Regions from separate parts of the Rattus norvegicus genome. Here region 2 is linked to region 1. Evidence: chromatin contacts called from public Hi-C data. All regions are on one chromosome and are shown on one strand. The core of a region is the stretch at or near the end of the contact, and the rest is flanking DNA. Distances in the headings are between cores, read along the strand shown.

Region 1 (4,277 bases), core at 664-3,163:
TTCCCTACCACAAAGCGTCTTTGTTTCCTCCTCGTCAATCGGAATGAGGTTAGACTAATGTGGACTTCCTGCTTTGATCATACTTCATAAACATCCACATGGTGTATATATTTATATTACAGGGCTGGTGTAGTAAGGCATAACTGATCTGGATTGACCGGTTTCTAAAAATGACTCTGCTACCTACTGAGAGTGAGGTCCTGGGTACATTACCCTCTCTGAGCCTCAGTTTTCCCCTCTGTAAAATGGGGACAATTACAGTACCTATTGCAAGGGGTGTGTGTGTGTGCGTGCCATTGCCTAAGGTAAAAAAATGTGGAGCTATTAAGTTAGTATGTGGCACACCATTTAAGGTTATCTAACACTTGACTTGGGAGTGTGCCTCATGAGCGTGACCTGTGCTTAGCATGCTGAAGGCCCTAGGTCAACGTGAGCACCACAGACACATCTGACACACAGTCAGATGATCTACACCGGGCGACTTTTATGCACTTTCATTTGTTTTTGGTTTTTTTTGTTTTTTGTTTTTTGTTTTTCTGGAGCTGGGGACCGAACCCAGGGCCCAAGCGCTCTACCACTGAGCTAAATCCCCAACCCCTATGCACTTTCATATAAGCCCATTATTCTCGTGTGTGTGTGTGTGTGTGTGTGTGTGTGTGTGTGTGTGTGTGTGTGTGTGGTGATTTGGGCCACAGGAGGGACATTTAGTGATATCTGGGCACAGTTTTTGGTGGTTACCACTAGGTGAGAGTACTCCTGACAGCTATGGTGCACATACATTCACCCCGAAAGGGTTATTAGGACGTGAAGTGTGAGAAGTTGGGAAACCCTGGCATTAAAAGGGTATGAGACATATTACATAGGAAAAAGCATAAGCACCTCTATGTATCGTGTGTTCCTATTACAGGTGCGATTTGTACACGGCCTCTCCCACACCTCTTACACTGTGGCATGTATAGCATGTCATTTTTTTCCATATATGCACTGATTTTACCTGTATTTTTCTCTTTCTTTCTTTCTTTCTCTCTTTCCTTCTTTCTTTCTTTCTTTCTTTTTTCCTGTGTGTGTGTGTGTGTACTAGACACTGAACCCAGAACCTATACCCCAAGCATTCTACCACCGAAGTACATTCCTCAGTGTGCTCTATCCTGCCATCTTGTGAAGCACAAAGCCTTCAGCAGAATCCTGTAACCCTAGCCCTGGTGAGGTGGAAGAGGCAGGAGGGTCAGAAGTTCAAGGACATCTGTTTCCAATATAGAGAGAACTCAAAACCTCAAAACAACTAGACCATGGCCAGACAGTGGTGGGGCAGAACTGTATCCCACAACTCCGGAGGCAGAGGCAGGCAGATCCCTGAGTTTGAGGCCAGCCCGGTCTACAGAATGCATTCCAGGACGTGGAATTCATGGAGAAACTGACTCAAAAACAAAACAAATAAAAACCAAAAACAAAACTAAACAACAAAACCAAATTTAACCATGATCTATATATCCCTGTCTCCTAAATGCGTTTCATTTCACACACCCGTGTGGTTATGCCGCGACTAGGTCAGGATCAACTAGCTCAGGATCGCACGAGTGCCAAAGGTTGTCCTGTCTGGGTCTGTTTTCTGTGTTTGCAAAAGCATCATCCCACACAGCCCCGCAGTGTCCGGCTCTCAGAAAAACATTGATGAAGACACTGTGTTCCTAACCAGCCCATAGCCATACCTGCATAAAGTTACAAACCCTGAGGTCGAAGACCCAGGAACCCTCAGAGTCTCCTCGAACCCTCAGAGTCTCGGTGAACCCTGTGGGAAAACTAGGCGGGACAAACGAAGAGAGGGGTCAAGCGCAAAAAAAAAAAAAAAAAAACCAAGCCAGAACGCTCTGCACGGACTGCGCACGCTCCTCGGACAATACTGTGTCCAGACGGTCAGCCAAGGTTCAGAAGCGGCTACCAACGGCGCATGCGCGCCCTGGGCCTCGCCCCTTCCCGCCCGCGCGTGCGCGTGCGCGTGCGCGACCCTGCGGGTCAGAGACGGCGGCCGAGAGGCGGAAGTGGAGGTTGTTGTGGCTCGGCCGGCTGCGCGAGAGGGGCTGCCGCTGCTGAGGCGGCGGCCGCGGCTCTGAGGCGGTGGCGGGGCTGCCGACCGCGGGCCGCTCGGCCTCTGGGCTCGGCCCGCAGCCTTCCGTCAGCCAGCCGGAGCCCACGCCGACCAGCGCCTATCCTATGAGTGTGTCACTGGTGGTCATCCGACTGGAGCTCGCGGGTCACTCGCCGGTCCCCGCCGATTTCGGCTTCAGCGCTGCCGGTGAGTCCGCGGCCTCGCGCAGGGTCGGCGAGTCGGCGGGTCGGCGGGTCGGTAGCCCTCGCTCTACCGGCCCCCGGGCTTGCCAGGTGCCTCTGCTCGACGTCGCCCTCGCTGCGAGAAAGCGCGGCCTGGGGCGGGGGGTGGGGGGGATGCTGTGCGCCTTTTCCAAACTGGCAGACAGGCCAGTGGTTAATACCCCAAGTTAGGTCTGAGTGGCTGGAGACACGGGTTCTGACCTAGCCGGGCCCGAGAATCTGACGTTTTCACCACCGGCCACAGATTTCCTTAGTGGACCATGCAGCTTCGGCTCTCCTTTGGTTGTCACAACATTACCTGAATAACATTGAGGCTCCTGAGGTGGAGGCAGGAGGACCGGCAACCACAAGCCAGTCTGGGTTACAGGGAAACCTGTCTAAACAAACAGACAGAGAAAAGGTGTGTGTGGGAGAGCGATCGCCAGGTATCTGTCAGAGTTTGGTCGTGCCCTGAATCAGACTTGGGTCTCTAATTTGTGGCATAGGAGCTAAATGTGGTAAATTAAGGAAAAGAGAAATGGGACCACTTACTTAGTTGGGAGAGCCAAGCTGGTGCTTGTTCTAGGAAGAATGGCATCACTGGACACTGCAGCCTTTAGAGCTGCAGTAGAAGAGTGAGTTGTGGTCTTGTCCTTTCGGACTCAAATGACTGATGTATTTCAAGCAGCTATCAAGAGCTCAAAGTAACCCCTAGATCTGAAAGTCAAATTAAGTTGGCACCAGGTACAAACAGGTAACTTCATACAGAGCCAGTATGTAAACCTTTATCAGCAAAGCCTAGAGTGAAAGCTCCTACTGTGTGCTGGGTTGTCTGGGTAAGTGCTGGACTGGACAAGCCTGAAGTCTGCCTCAGAGCTGATGTTAAGGTAATTTCAGTCACAACTCAGGGATTCTTAAAGACCCCTTATTCATGAGACTTGCATTTTGGCCACGACATAGACTCACAGGTTTTGGGATGCAACTCATGGTAGTTCATCTGGGTGTAGTCCCCATGAAAGGCTTTTATCCCTGTGAGTTTGTCAAAAGTCACTAGAATGGCCGCATTGTTCCAGAGCTTTTTGGGATGAATGCTGTCTGACTTTGTAGGACTCCTAGAGAGACTGAGGCAGACAATGCAAAAAAACAAAACAAAACCGCCTCATCGGAAGGAAAGAGCAGCAGAGGAGAAGAAAACCTATTGATTGGAGTGCTGAGAAGTGAGAGGAGTTTGTTCTGTCATAAGGTATTAATCTTTCATGTGTTCTTCAGCTGGAGAGATGTCCAATGAGGAGATCAAAAAGAAGACGTTGGCTTCAGCAGCCGCCTGCCTCGAAGGGAAGTCGCCAGGGGAAAAAGCAGCAATCATCCACCAGCACCTTGGCCGTCGGGAAATGACTGACGTGATCATTGAGACCATGAAGGCCAGTGCAGGTATGCCCTCAGGAAGCCTGGCTGTGCTGCTCTTGCACTAGGAGCCCCTGGCTGTGGTTTCTTTCTTCACGGTTGGTGAGCCGAGGAGGCTCACCTCTGGTGTATTTATTACTAAGGATGACCTTGGAGTTCTAACCTTTCTACATTCACCTCCTGAGTGGTGGGATTATGTATGTATACACCAGTGCATCCCGTTTTCATGCTGCTGGGCACAGCCCCAGGGCTTCATCATGTAAAGCTAGCACTCTACAACTGAGCCGTAGTTCCAGCTTGTTTAGGGTTTTTTTTAAAGCACTTGTGTCCTTTATGTGATTTGTGAAGCACATTTCACTGTCTTTTTTCCCCCTAAATCAGTGGTAAAATTGGGTTCAGAGGTGCATGCCCTTAGTCCCCCCTTCTCAGGATGCAAAGGCAAAAGGGTTATTTAAACCCTGGAGTTTGGGAACATAACCTAAGGCCCTGTTTTAAAAGAATAATAAAGGAAAAACTAGATGGCGTGTAAAAGTTCTTCCCTCTGGTGTGAATGCTCATCACCACTA
Region 2 (4,277 bases), core at 545-3,044, 39 kb before region 1:
TAACAGGGCAGTCCACATGCATCAAGGCCACCCACTATAGGAAATGGGGAACGTTGCTATGGGAATGAGCTCCTCTGTAGGCTAATGCTCTGTTTGGACCAGGTCTGTGAGGTCCTTCTCCCAGCTCTCTCCCCCTTCATTGGCCTCCTGCACTGGGTCTTGTTGAAGACCTGGGGCTACAGAGCTGACCATTTGGTGGACGTTCGCCTCTCTCCCCGGGCCTTTTCTGGTTGGCAATAGATGACCCTCTAGAGTTCAAGCAGAACATTAGCAGTCATCAGTGTCCAAGAGCTGAGCCTTCCCGCAGTTTGCCAAACAATGAGAGAAGGGTGGAGTCCAGTGTCCCCTCAGGATGGCTCCTGTCATCTCGGAGGCCTCCCACCTTGTTTCCGGCCACATCCATGAGGTGGGCAGCTTTCAGTACCAGCAGACGTGCCTGCTCGATGTCCACACGAGACCGGGCAATGTCTGCTAGGATGGTGCCGTGCTCCACAAGGGGCTTCCCGAAGGCCGTGCGGGACATCACCTACGGATACCAGGGAGACAAGGCTCGGGAGCTGGGCCTAGAGTGGTCCTGGGAGGCTCAGAGTGGATGACCTGCAGGGGAGCCAGGCACGCAGGAGAGAGCAGATGTGGGAACCGCCTGCCTGCCAGCTAGTTGGGGGCGGTTGCAATGCAATGGTCGTTACAGATGCCACACCTACAGAGCGCATTCTCCGGTGGCTGATGGCTGACTACAGCTTTGGTGATCCTGGAGAGCCTGGAATGTTACAGGTCCACAGCCAGGAATCTTGGGCTGTCTTGGTGCCTCAACGGACATTTATTGCCCACGGCAGTGTGTGACAACCTTGTGACTAAGGGAAGTCCTTCTGGAATGTGAAGATGGAGATCGCTACCTTCCACCAACCCAAGAGTTAAGGAGGTCATCGGAGAGGACCAGAGGCGCACAGCAGACATAGTTCTGCTTGTGTTGTGACTCGCCCGCCTGGAGCACCATCAACACAACTGAAGGTGTTCTGTGACTTTCTCCTTTGTTCAAACTTCATGAGCCTGGGCGTGGTGACGCACATCCTTAATCCCAAAGGCAGAGGCAGGAGGATCTCTATGACTATGAGGTCTATGCTGTGTGTGTGTGTGTGTGTGTGTGTGTGTGTGTGTGTGTGTGTGTGTGAGAAAGAGAGAGACAGAGACAGAGTGAGACAGAGACACAGAGACAGAGAGAGACAGAGAGAGATACAGTTAGATAATGTCTTCCAACAGAGTCAGGCAGCTGTGGCTCTCCCCTTAATCCTAGCGCTTGAGAGGCAGAGGGGGGCTGATCTCGAGTTTGAGTTCAAGGCCAGGCTGGTTTAAAGAAGCAAGTGAGTTCCAGGTCAGCCAGGGCTACAGAGAGAAACCATGTCTCAAAAAACAAACAAACAAACAAACAAACAAGCCAGCAAACCCCCCCCCCAAAAAAAACCCACAAAGCAAAACAAAACAAGAAACTTTGTATAACTTAGTAGATTGCAAAGTGGAATCTGAGGTAATTTAAATCTGTATTCCTGAACAGTGCTTACATGTAACTCTGAAACAATCTTCTTTTTTTTTTTTTTTAAAGATTTATTTATTTATTATATATAAGTACACTGTAGCTGTCTTCAGATACACCAGAAGAGGGCATCAGATCTCTTTACAGATGGTTGTGAGCCACCATGTGGTTGCTGGGAATTGAACTCATGACCTCTGGAAGAGCGGTCGGGCGCTCTTAACCGCTGAGCCATCTCTCCAGCCCAACAATCTTCTTTTGAGCTGAGAGCCACATTGTTTTGTTTTGTTTTTCAAGACAGGGTTTCTTTGTGTAGCCCTCAATGCCCTAGTCCTGTAGATCAGGCTGGTTTTGAACTTCAGAGAGATCCAGAGAGATCCGTCTACCTCTCTCTGCCTTCCTAGTGCTGGGATTAAAGGTGTGTACCACCACAGAGCGGCCCAGAACTTCTAAGACCCCTTTAGTGAAGCCCTGGGCTTGAAGTTAGGCAAGAGAGAAAGCCCCAGCCAGCTTCTGGCCAAGACTGCTCCTGGTAAGGAAAGTAGGAAGGACTGAGGGAACTCCACCAAGGGGCAAGTCGCCATCTGCTGGCAAAGGCCAGCCTCACAGCCTGGAGTTCCAGCTTAGAAAGGGTTGAGAGTCAAAAGCATTCTTCTCTCACATGTTTTATTTATCTATCCCTGGGAAAATAATTTTTACAGCAATAATATATCTTGTGTCATGGCTGTCAATTTTCATTCAAAAGACAGAAAAAAATACCTAGTATCCCATCACCTGACAGGGGGTGGCTGTCGCCTTGGTGTGTCTGTAGAGTGAGCTGTTTGGAGAGCTGTTTGAGTCTAAAAGCTCGAGACCAATCTGGGCGGCAGAGTGAGCCCATCTCAAAACACACGATTCTTATCTGTGCTTCCACACTTTCTGCATGCATTTAAAGGTGCGCATAGATATAGTTTTAAAGTCTTATATGAGCGTGAGGGTTAGAGGATAACTTGGAGGAGTTGAATCTCCCCTTCCGCCCAGGAGTCAATCTCACTTCATGAGCCTCAGCAGATGCCTTTATGTGCTGGGCCGACTCACTGTTCTCTCTCCGGCCATTGAAAACACAGCGACAGTCCACACACTGTTCAGTAATCTCTGCCCAGTTGTTCATTTGAGACAGGGCCTTTCAGGTAGCCCTGGCTGTCCTGGAACTTGCTCTGGCCTCTGTCACAAAGAGACCCACTTGCCTCTGCCTACAGAGTTCTGGGGTGCAAGGCAAACATCATGACATCTGTCCCTAGCAGCCTGCTTTAAAAACAATAAATATAACATATAATTTATATATTAAATATCTAAATATAAATAAATATAATTTAGGAACACAGTGAGTTCATCTGTATACCATGAAGTTACGTTCCAATCAGGGATGGTCTGGTGCCTGCACCTGAGTCCCAACAAGGTCACCTCTGCCTACATGGAGAGTTCCAGACCAGCATGGCTGTTAAGAGACCCTGAGCTAGGAGAGAGGATGCAGTGAATAGTCTGGGACCTTTGTGCTATCTGTGTGACTGGAGACCACACCAGATCCTCCTGCACAGAAACCCTCCCCCAGCGCCTTATAGGCTTTTATCTCTCGAGCAATGTATAGAACTGTCTTTATGGAGGATGTCACACGGTCTTTACAGAGTCTCGATGGAGTCACTTCTGACATATATTTAGCGTGCTTTGTTCCTCCGAGGGATTCCAGGATTCTTTTTTATGTGTACTCAGGATTACTCATCTCCAGAATAAGTTTCCACTGAATTGTGTGGTGCTTAAAGATGCCGAAAACAAACTGCTCGGGGTAAGACTCATGAAGTCTCAACCGACTTGGTCACACCTAACTGAACCACCTTCTAACTTCCTGCGGATCCTCACTCTGCCGCCATGGTGGTGGCAGAGACCCCAGCCTTTAAGGGGCCCATGGCAAATGACTTTTGTTGTTTGAGACAATGTCATACTGTGGACACAGTCTGTAGGCTGGTCTTGGAGTTTCAGCAATCCTCCTGCCTGAGCTTCCGAGTGCTAGAACTATAGGCATAAGACGCCAGCCATGTCTGGATGTACTGAACAAGGAAGCTGTCATGCACAGGGCCAGGTGCTGTGACCCCCAGGGGCACAACAGGCCATGCAGGACCTCCCTGGGGATGTGCTGGGAACACAAATGGCTCCTGGTTGCCCATAATCCTCTGGGTTTTGGAACCTTGCCCTCGGCCACCATAAAGCCTGCCTTGGCATCTGGCCACCTGGACAGAGGGGTACCCATCCCTCTCTGGAAGCCAGCTGTGGCCAAGTAAAGCACGTGCAAAGCAGAGATGGAGATTCTGGGAGGGAACACCATCCCCGAGGTCTGTTCTCAGAAGGGTACCAGCGTTGGAATTCTCCAGCCAGCAACAGGGGCTTTGAGTCAATGTGGGCACAAGGCGGGGACTCACCCGTGTCTTCATGAGTTCCAGGGCCCTCTCTGAATACCCGATCAACCTCATGCAGTGATGAATCCGACCGGGCCCCAGCCTGCCCTGAGCGATCTCAAAGCCTCGGCCAGGGCCCAGAAGTATGTTCTCCTTAGGCACACGCACATCTTTGAACTGTACTTCACCATGGCCACCTGAAAGACCAAGATGCAGGTTCTTTGGACATCTGTATACCTTGCTTAGGTTAGGGCTAGCTGCTGGTCCCGTTCCCAGGCCTTAGGCTTCTAACTGGGTCATCGCTAAGGAGGGGGACAGCG

The links. A called contact is a pair of places that touch in the nucleus more often than the background predicts.
Region 2: a Hi-C map of Schwann cells shows a contact between it and region 1, with 1.7 times the contacts expected there. The contact joins the enhancer-like site here to the promoter of Acad10 in region 1. A contact is called at or near these places in 2 of 12 Hi-C or Micro-C datasets (the Rat2 cell line and Schwann cells).

Annotation. Positions count from the first base shown.
Region 1 is chr12:40,559,551-40,563,827 of GRCr8, reverse strand. It overlaps Acad10 (acyl-CoA dehydrogenase family, member 10), which reads right to left and starts at 1,913. Exons shown (of 22, transcript NM_001398790.1): 1 at 1,710-1,913. Brap (BRCA1 associated protein) reads left to right here and starts at 2,102. Exons shown (of 12, transcript NM_001271194.1): 1 at 2,102-2,293; 2 at 3,577-3,738. The coding sequence starts at 2,212.
Region 2 is chr12:40,598,693-40,602,969 of GRCr8, reverse strand. It overlaps Acad10 (acyl-CoA dehydrogenase family, member 10), which reads right to left. Exons shown (of 22, transcript NM_001398790.1): 18 at 3,982-4,154; 19 at 383-526. Among named protein-coding and RNA genes, the nearest start is that of Aldh2, 9.4 kb to the left of the region's middle. Within about 2 kb of position 1,794, at least 4 of the 93 cell types and tissues checked have an H3K27ac peak or open chromatin away from gene starts, as enhancers often do. A contact at or near this core is called in Schwann cells, where this site is marked.